Regions from separate parts of the Drosophila melanogaster genome. Here region 1 is linked to region 2. A link is a contact called in public HiChIP or PLAC-seq data. All regions are on one chromosome and are shown on one strand. Each heading gives the region's core, a stretch centred on a gene start, on an enhancer-like site or on the middle of the called end of the contact. The rest is flanking DNA. Distances are from core to core; before and after follow the strand shown.

The links. HiChIP or PLAC-seq counts read pairs in DNA pulled down with a chosen protein or histone mark.
Region 1: a contact with region 2 is called in a POLR2A S2P HiChIP or PLAC-seq map of the Kc167 cell line, with 1.8 times the contacts expected there. The contact joins the promoter of Rad17 here to the promoter of His4r in region 2. A contact is called at or near these places in 1 of 1 datasets of contacts at CTCF or cohesin (the Kc167 cell line), 15 of 107 Hi-C or Micro-C datasets (the Kc167 cell line, the OSC cell line, the Ras3 cell line and 6 more) and 2 of 6 datasets of contacts at active chromatin or transcription factors (both in the Kc167 cell line).

The regions. Positions count from the first base shown.
Region 1 is chr3R:14,661,478-14,664,587 of dm6, forward strand. It overlaps Rad17, which reads right to left and starts at 1,720. Exons shown (of 4, transcript NM_142125.4): 1 at 1,658-1,720; 2 at 926-1,602; 3 at 385-839; 4 at 1-326. The coding sequence starts at 1,672. It overlaps BigH1 (Histone H1 variant BigH1), which reads left to right and starts at 1,973. Exons shown (of 2, transcript NM_142126.2): 1 at 1,973-2,809; 2 at 2,904-3,110. The coding sequence starts at 2,114.
Region 2 is chr3R:14,624,385-14,627,346 of dm6, forward strand. It overlaps His4r (Histone H4 replacement), which reads left to right and starts at 1,371. Exons shown (of 3, transcript NM_169592.3): 1 at 1,371-1,431; 2 at 1,642-1,845; 3 at 1,910-2,220. The coding sequence starts at 1,666. The coding sequence ends at 2,041. It overlaps put (punt), which reads right to left and starts at 1,319. Exons shown (of 6, transcript NM_001275645.1): 1 at 816-1,319. The coding sequence starts at 861. CG7886 reads right to left here. Exons shown (of 11, transcript NM_142121.2): 11 at 2,292-2,962. The coding sequence ends at 2,626.

The sequences.
Region 1 (3,110 bases), core at 470-2,969, 37 kb after region 2:
TCTTTGTTCGGCCAAAGTTGCCTGTGGCTGTATATTGATTCGCTTGGGTCCTCGAACAGGCATCCATCCGCTGACAGGGCACGTATTGGACATCATAACTCCTCGTATGGCAACGTTTAAGCCCATCACAGACAAATTATCATCTCTGTACTCGTTGAGCATGCAATCTGATAGGCCCAAGTCATTTATGGCGGTCACGACATCATCGATTTCCTTAAAATGCGGCAGATAGTTGGCATATACAAAATTCACAAAATTCCTGGGCTCTGTATTAAAGGCTTCGGTTATTTCCTCCGGGCTGTGTAACATAGTTTTGTCCTCATTAACTGATGAGATCCAAGATTTGAATGAGTATTTTTACAGAGAATGTTTCGTGGGACTTACACTTAGGATTTAATACTCTTCCAAGTGCGTGCATCAGAGTAATTGATTCATCTCTACCAATTGACTTTAAAGTACTTTGCATTTTCTTCTTACGACCTTTTGCGGACACACTGACATTTAGCTGTTTGGTCGGCATGCTGGAAACTCCCTTTAAAGAGCTCAAATGTAAATTAATTAACGCATTTCTTATGTCGCCCTGGGCACCGACAACTATTGAGTCAACAACAGCGGTCGAGGGCACCTTGTAAGTAGCTTTATTCTGCTGCATTACGGAGCAGAAGGTTTTCATTGACTTTTGCATGATTGTAGATGCAATAGCATTGAAACTGATGTGCTCGATGCGATGTTTGGCCTTCAGTTGGTCTGGAAAGAGGCGGTAGCTGATATTCAATCCTCGAGATTTGGCATCGGCAACGATGAACACCAGGGGAGATTTGCCATACGCCGTGTACTCTCTGAAATGGAAGGAAATGAGGGTTTATTAAATTATGTTGAATCTTATAGTTGGTGTTCAATTCCATAGTCCACCGGTTTTACCTACTCTAGTAACTCTTCAAAGTTGACCTCCTTATCGCTGAGCAGGACGTTGGGAAAGTCCTCGACAAGAAGCAGTCTCTTATTTTGCGAGTCCAGCAAGGATTTGTATCGCGAGGCACGGAGCAGAAAGCTTTTAAAGGCCTCCAGATGGGAGCCCACATAGGAGGCGCCAGTCGTTTGATCACCCAAGGTGTTGACCACCTCACAATCGATAGGATTGATCCACTCCTGCAGCTGGTAGCCGAACTCCTTGGCCAGGACTCGCAACGTGGTGGTTTTGCCAGCACCAGTGGGCCCGGTAAGTAGACACATTTGAGCCGGGAACTTCTTGCGCACCGCTTCGCAGTGACGCAGCCAATCGCGTAGTTCTCCGACCTTCTTTGGATGCACCGCCAAATCGTCGCTGGTGGCTGGCTCAAAGCTTTCCATCCAGTTTTCTTTGACTTCTGGCGGTGGCACAGTGATGTCCGCATCCTGGTCATCATCCATGGCAGTAAGATCGACTGAGTCCACGTCCGGAATCTGTATTGGCTTTGTATTTATGCTTGGAGTTCTCGACCTCGATACTCTGGAGCTGCTCACATTGCTTGCACTTCTTGTGCGCTTCGCAGGCGTGGATTCCGAAGGAGCAGGACTGGTGGTCAAGTTCATCTCGCTGAAGGCACATCTTACCCAAGTTTTCTAAGCATTAGTTCTTTAGTATTCAGTTTAAAAACATAAATTTCAAATTGTTTACCTTCCGTACGCTCATTTTTAGAATTAACTCCTCTTCTTCTTTAGCAGTGTTACCATATGGAATAACACTGCTAATTCAATAAATAATCGATAAGTTTCACAAAAAATCGCGTTATTTAAACTGAACTATTTGCTATTGTATTACTTAATATATTATTTATTTAATAAATATGATACATATTTATTGTTTTATTTATCAAATTTCTGGTTAAAAACGCTTCAAACATTTCAATAATGTATACTTATAATTATCTGAATAATAAACGGTACTTACAAAATCGACTTAAAAAGCTTTGCGATATAACTTTTGATCCCGTTTTCTGTGCATTAACAGTCATTGCAAAGTATCATTGTTACTGCGAGTTTTCGATTACCGTTTTGTTAACCTTTTTTCGTGTCTTAAAAGTTGTTGAGTTGTATTTCTAATTTTTGTTCAATTTAATTTCCAACTAATAACATGAAACTAAAGCCGGTTGAACGCAATGATGGCTCGGATGATGAGAGCGAGGAGGAAATGCCAAATGATCATCCCGAATCCGAAGACTCCAATATGGGCGAAGAAGAGGAGCTCCCGGAGGAAGATGAGGAGGAGATGGAGGAGGATGAGGAGGAGGATCGGCAGGACGGTGACGAGGTCGAGACAGATAATCTCGGAGCTGATCGCAATCCCTATCCCACTCCGCCGCCTGATGATGGGTCGAAACTGGTGCCCCCCGATTCTGACAACCCCAAGTCGATGGTCCCAAAACCAAAGGGTACGCTCATATCCCTAGCTCTTATGGCCATCGGGAAGTTGGCGAGCCGATCGGGCTCATCGGTTCAGGCCATAATGACATACCTAAAGGACAATGGTCAGGAGTGGAAGGATCCGAAGAAAACCGCCCGCCTCCTCCATCGAGCTTTAAAATTGGCCGAAGCCAACGGCGAAGTGGTGATGGTTAAGCGATCCTTTAAACTCACCGATAAGCAGAAGAACTCCTCAAAGGCTGTGGAGAAAATGAAGGCAAAGAAACAGAAGGAGAAGGAAAAGAAAGCCAAAGTTGAGAAAGTTTTAAAGGAGAAGATTCAAAAGAAAGAGGCCAAGGCGAAGATGAAGGAAAAGAAGGCCTCCAAGGAAAAATCCAGTAAACCAACCGAGCGGAAAACAAAACAAGTACGTGGTTTATTCTAATCTAACAATTCAATAGATTTTTTAAGAATTAGCTTCCTTGATAAATTGATAATAATAAACCGCTATTTACACAAAGGCTGTAAAAAAGAAGAAGCCCGAGGATGGAACCAAGGATAATCCGCCAGCATCTAAAGCAGCTTCATCCGCTGCCGCGCAGGCCATGCTGGAAACATCCCAGACAGCGATTCCTGAAGCGGGAAAGAAGCCGGCCAAAACCAAAGTCAAGCTACAAGCGGATTCATCCGAGGCGGGAAAGACTAAAAAGTCGCGAAAGTCCATTGGA
Region 2 (2,962 bases), core at 121-2,620:
AGCGTGCATGCTTTATAGTAAAGTAGATACATAAGCAGGCACATTATGCACACAGAAAGGGATGGGTTTAAAGTGGCGCTTGTGCGGAAAAAGGAAACAGCAGCAGCAGAAACAACAACAACAACAGCAGCAACAGGGAAGAGAGCGCACTGCGCCACAGAAAGAGAGAGGGCTATGGCGAGCGAAAGAGAGGGAGGCCGGTGGAGCAAAAGGGTGGGAGAAACCAGAACCTGCCATACAACAAGTTCCTAATGCAGCAAAATCCATTCAAAGAAATGCTCAGCGCACACACACATGGATTAAGATTGGGAATTAGGTATCCGATCGATTTATACCGAGTATGCGTTTGGCGCTCAACATATGAATTCGTAGTACCCACTGTCAACAATTCTTACGATATTTTACTACATTTGTGTAGTACAATTGTTGGTGCTTTAATAGAGTATCTAGTGTATACATTATTCACTTCACAAATAGATTTGATTCCTAGCATTTACATTCGTTATACCTAATTTCTGAAAATTTAAGATGTTCTGATGTGTTGGTTAATAGGACAAAGCTATCACAAAGCCTATACACCCTATATATGAACTTTTCAAGCGCCATGTGATATTAATAAAGTAATAGCATTACGCACCCCATATCATCAAAAATCACACGCACGAATGGTTATAAATCGAAGTCGGCTTGCATTACAGAGGAAAATCGTAAGGCAGAGACAAAATATAATATTATGTACATATGTACATAATAAAGCGACTGGGAATTAAGGCGCCAATAAGTATGCACCCACACACTCGCAGTGCAATACATACCCAGCGTTAGCTGCGCCGTTAGATAAAGCAGATCGTATTTGGACATTGTTATCGCCTGTGCAAACTTGTTTACAGCACTCGTTGCGTATACGTAACGCGAATATTTCGATGTTTCGGGGACAGGTGCAGTGGAATGGAATAACTGGGTACTGTTAATATTATTTTGGCACAGAGTTCCTGTTGTCTTCGCACTTTTCGAGTACAGCACTAAGTGTGTATGTGTGGGTGGCCGAGTGTGTGTGCGGTGCCTTGGCAGCGATTTTGCTGGCCACACGCCGTTTGCATGCGCATTTCCGCGGGTTTTACTCGACTTTTCGCCGCGACTTAATTTTAAGCTAGAGGGGCACAGTTGAAAAAGTATATGCGCGCTGCACTTTTTCGTTTTTCGCAGGTCTGCGGGCCTGTTTTCAAGCGATTTTAGTGCGAGCACGTCTTTCGGTTCGATTAAATCTTTTTTGTCGCAACGGGGCGGCGATAGCGATGGCCGATAGGCGATAACTGACCAGGGCTGGTAGTGAGACAATAGAAATACTAGATACGCGCATTTTGCGAAAGGTATTTTGAGGTGTGCGAGATCTGGTCACGCTCACAAGCAATTTTCTGGAGATTTCTTGAAGTGAGTTTTGTTGCTGAGAAATTTAAGTAAATAATAGAAGAATCGGTCAACAAAGTTTTTTTGTGCATAAACATAAAAAAAATAATTGGAGACCATTATTTTGTATGAAAACAGACTTATTAACAACAGTTTTCACCTGTCAAATGAACGTTTACCTTTCACCAAACATGGCGTCGCTTTACAGTTTATTGCGTCTTCTCTTCTTTTCAGCCAACTTTACGAAGCAACTGAGAAATGACTGGTCGTGGAAAGGGAGGCAAAGGATTGGGAAAGGGGGGCGCCAAGCGTCATCGTAAGGTGCTTCGTGATAACATCCAGGGTATCACCAAGCCTGCTATTCGCCGTTTGGCTCGTCGCGGCGGTGTTAAGCGTATCTCTGGCTTGATTTACGAGGAAACTCGCGGTGTGCTAAAGGTACGTTCTGGCGAAACGAAGGGAAAGTGGTGAAAAACTGATTAATTTCTCGGAAAATTCACAGGTATTCCTTGAGAACGTTATCCGTGACGCTGTCACCTACACCGAGCACGCCAAGCGCAAGACCGTGACCGCCATGGACGTGGTCTATGCCCTCAAGCGCCAGGGACGCACCCTTTACGGATTTGGCGGTTAAGCACGCCCTCTAACCTCCACATAATAAATAACCATGGAGTTAACTTAACTACATTCAAAATACTTGATCCAATTGAATCTTAATCAGTAGTATTCAACGCAAACTTAACCGAACGCAAATATTTTATAATTTCACAATATACGGACTAAATAAATCAAAAGATATCACATAGAGAACTCAATATCATGCATATGTGCATTTTGACTTGGGGCGGTTAATCATCCGAAAATAAGGTCCAACAAACTCGCTTAGGGAGCACACAAATAATAAATCTTTAATGGAAATTAGTAAGACCAAAGTATATTTTTGTACATTTTTGGTGCAGCTTGAATTCGCAGATGGCAGGACGTGCAAAAAGGAGCAGGTTCCCTTTTCTACTGCTACTGCCCGGGAGTATGACTGCAAATTTAGCTCTCCCAGTGGGGATCCTATCGAATCGAGTTGGCTGCTTTGTTGTGGGTGTGATGGTGGTGGTAGTGGTGTTGTTGTTGTTACTGCTCGGCGTATCAGCCAGCTGTGGTGTCGCTGCTCCGGCTGCGAATGGCTGCGGGGATTTTGAATGGAGGAACCTAAAGTCACGACCCCTAGGCGCTCTGCTCCCGCTGCTTCTGGAGCTGCAGGGACATGTAGACATTGGCCGGGGATATGACATTTTGGTCGCCGAAATCGCCAGAGCCTCCACCACCGCCGGCATCTCCGTCGCCGGCCTCTTCTGTGAGTGACATGGACTCCGATTGCTTGCGCCGCACAAAGACATGCATGGAGGAGTATTTCGAGCTACTAAGTAACGTGGAGTCCGTCGCCTCCGTCTCGTAGTCTGAGTTCTCCAGCGTAACGTCCGTTGAGGAGAGTTCTTCGGAGCGGGACATATACGACGACTCCATGTGCATGTCGCCGACTGGTACCTGAAGATCGTCCTCA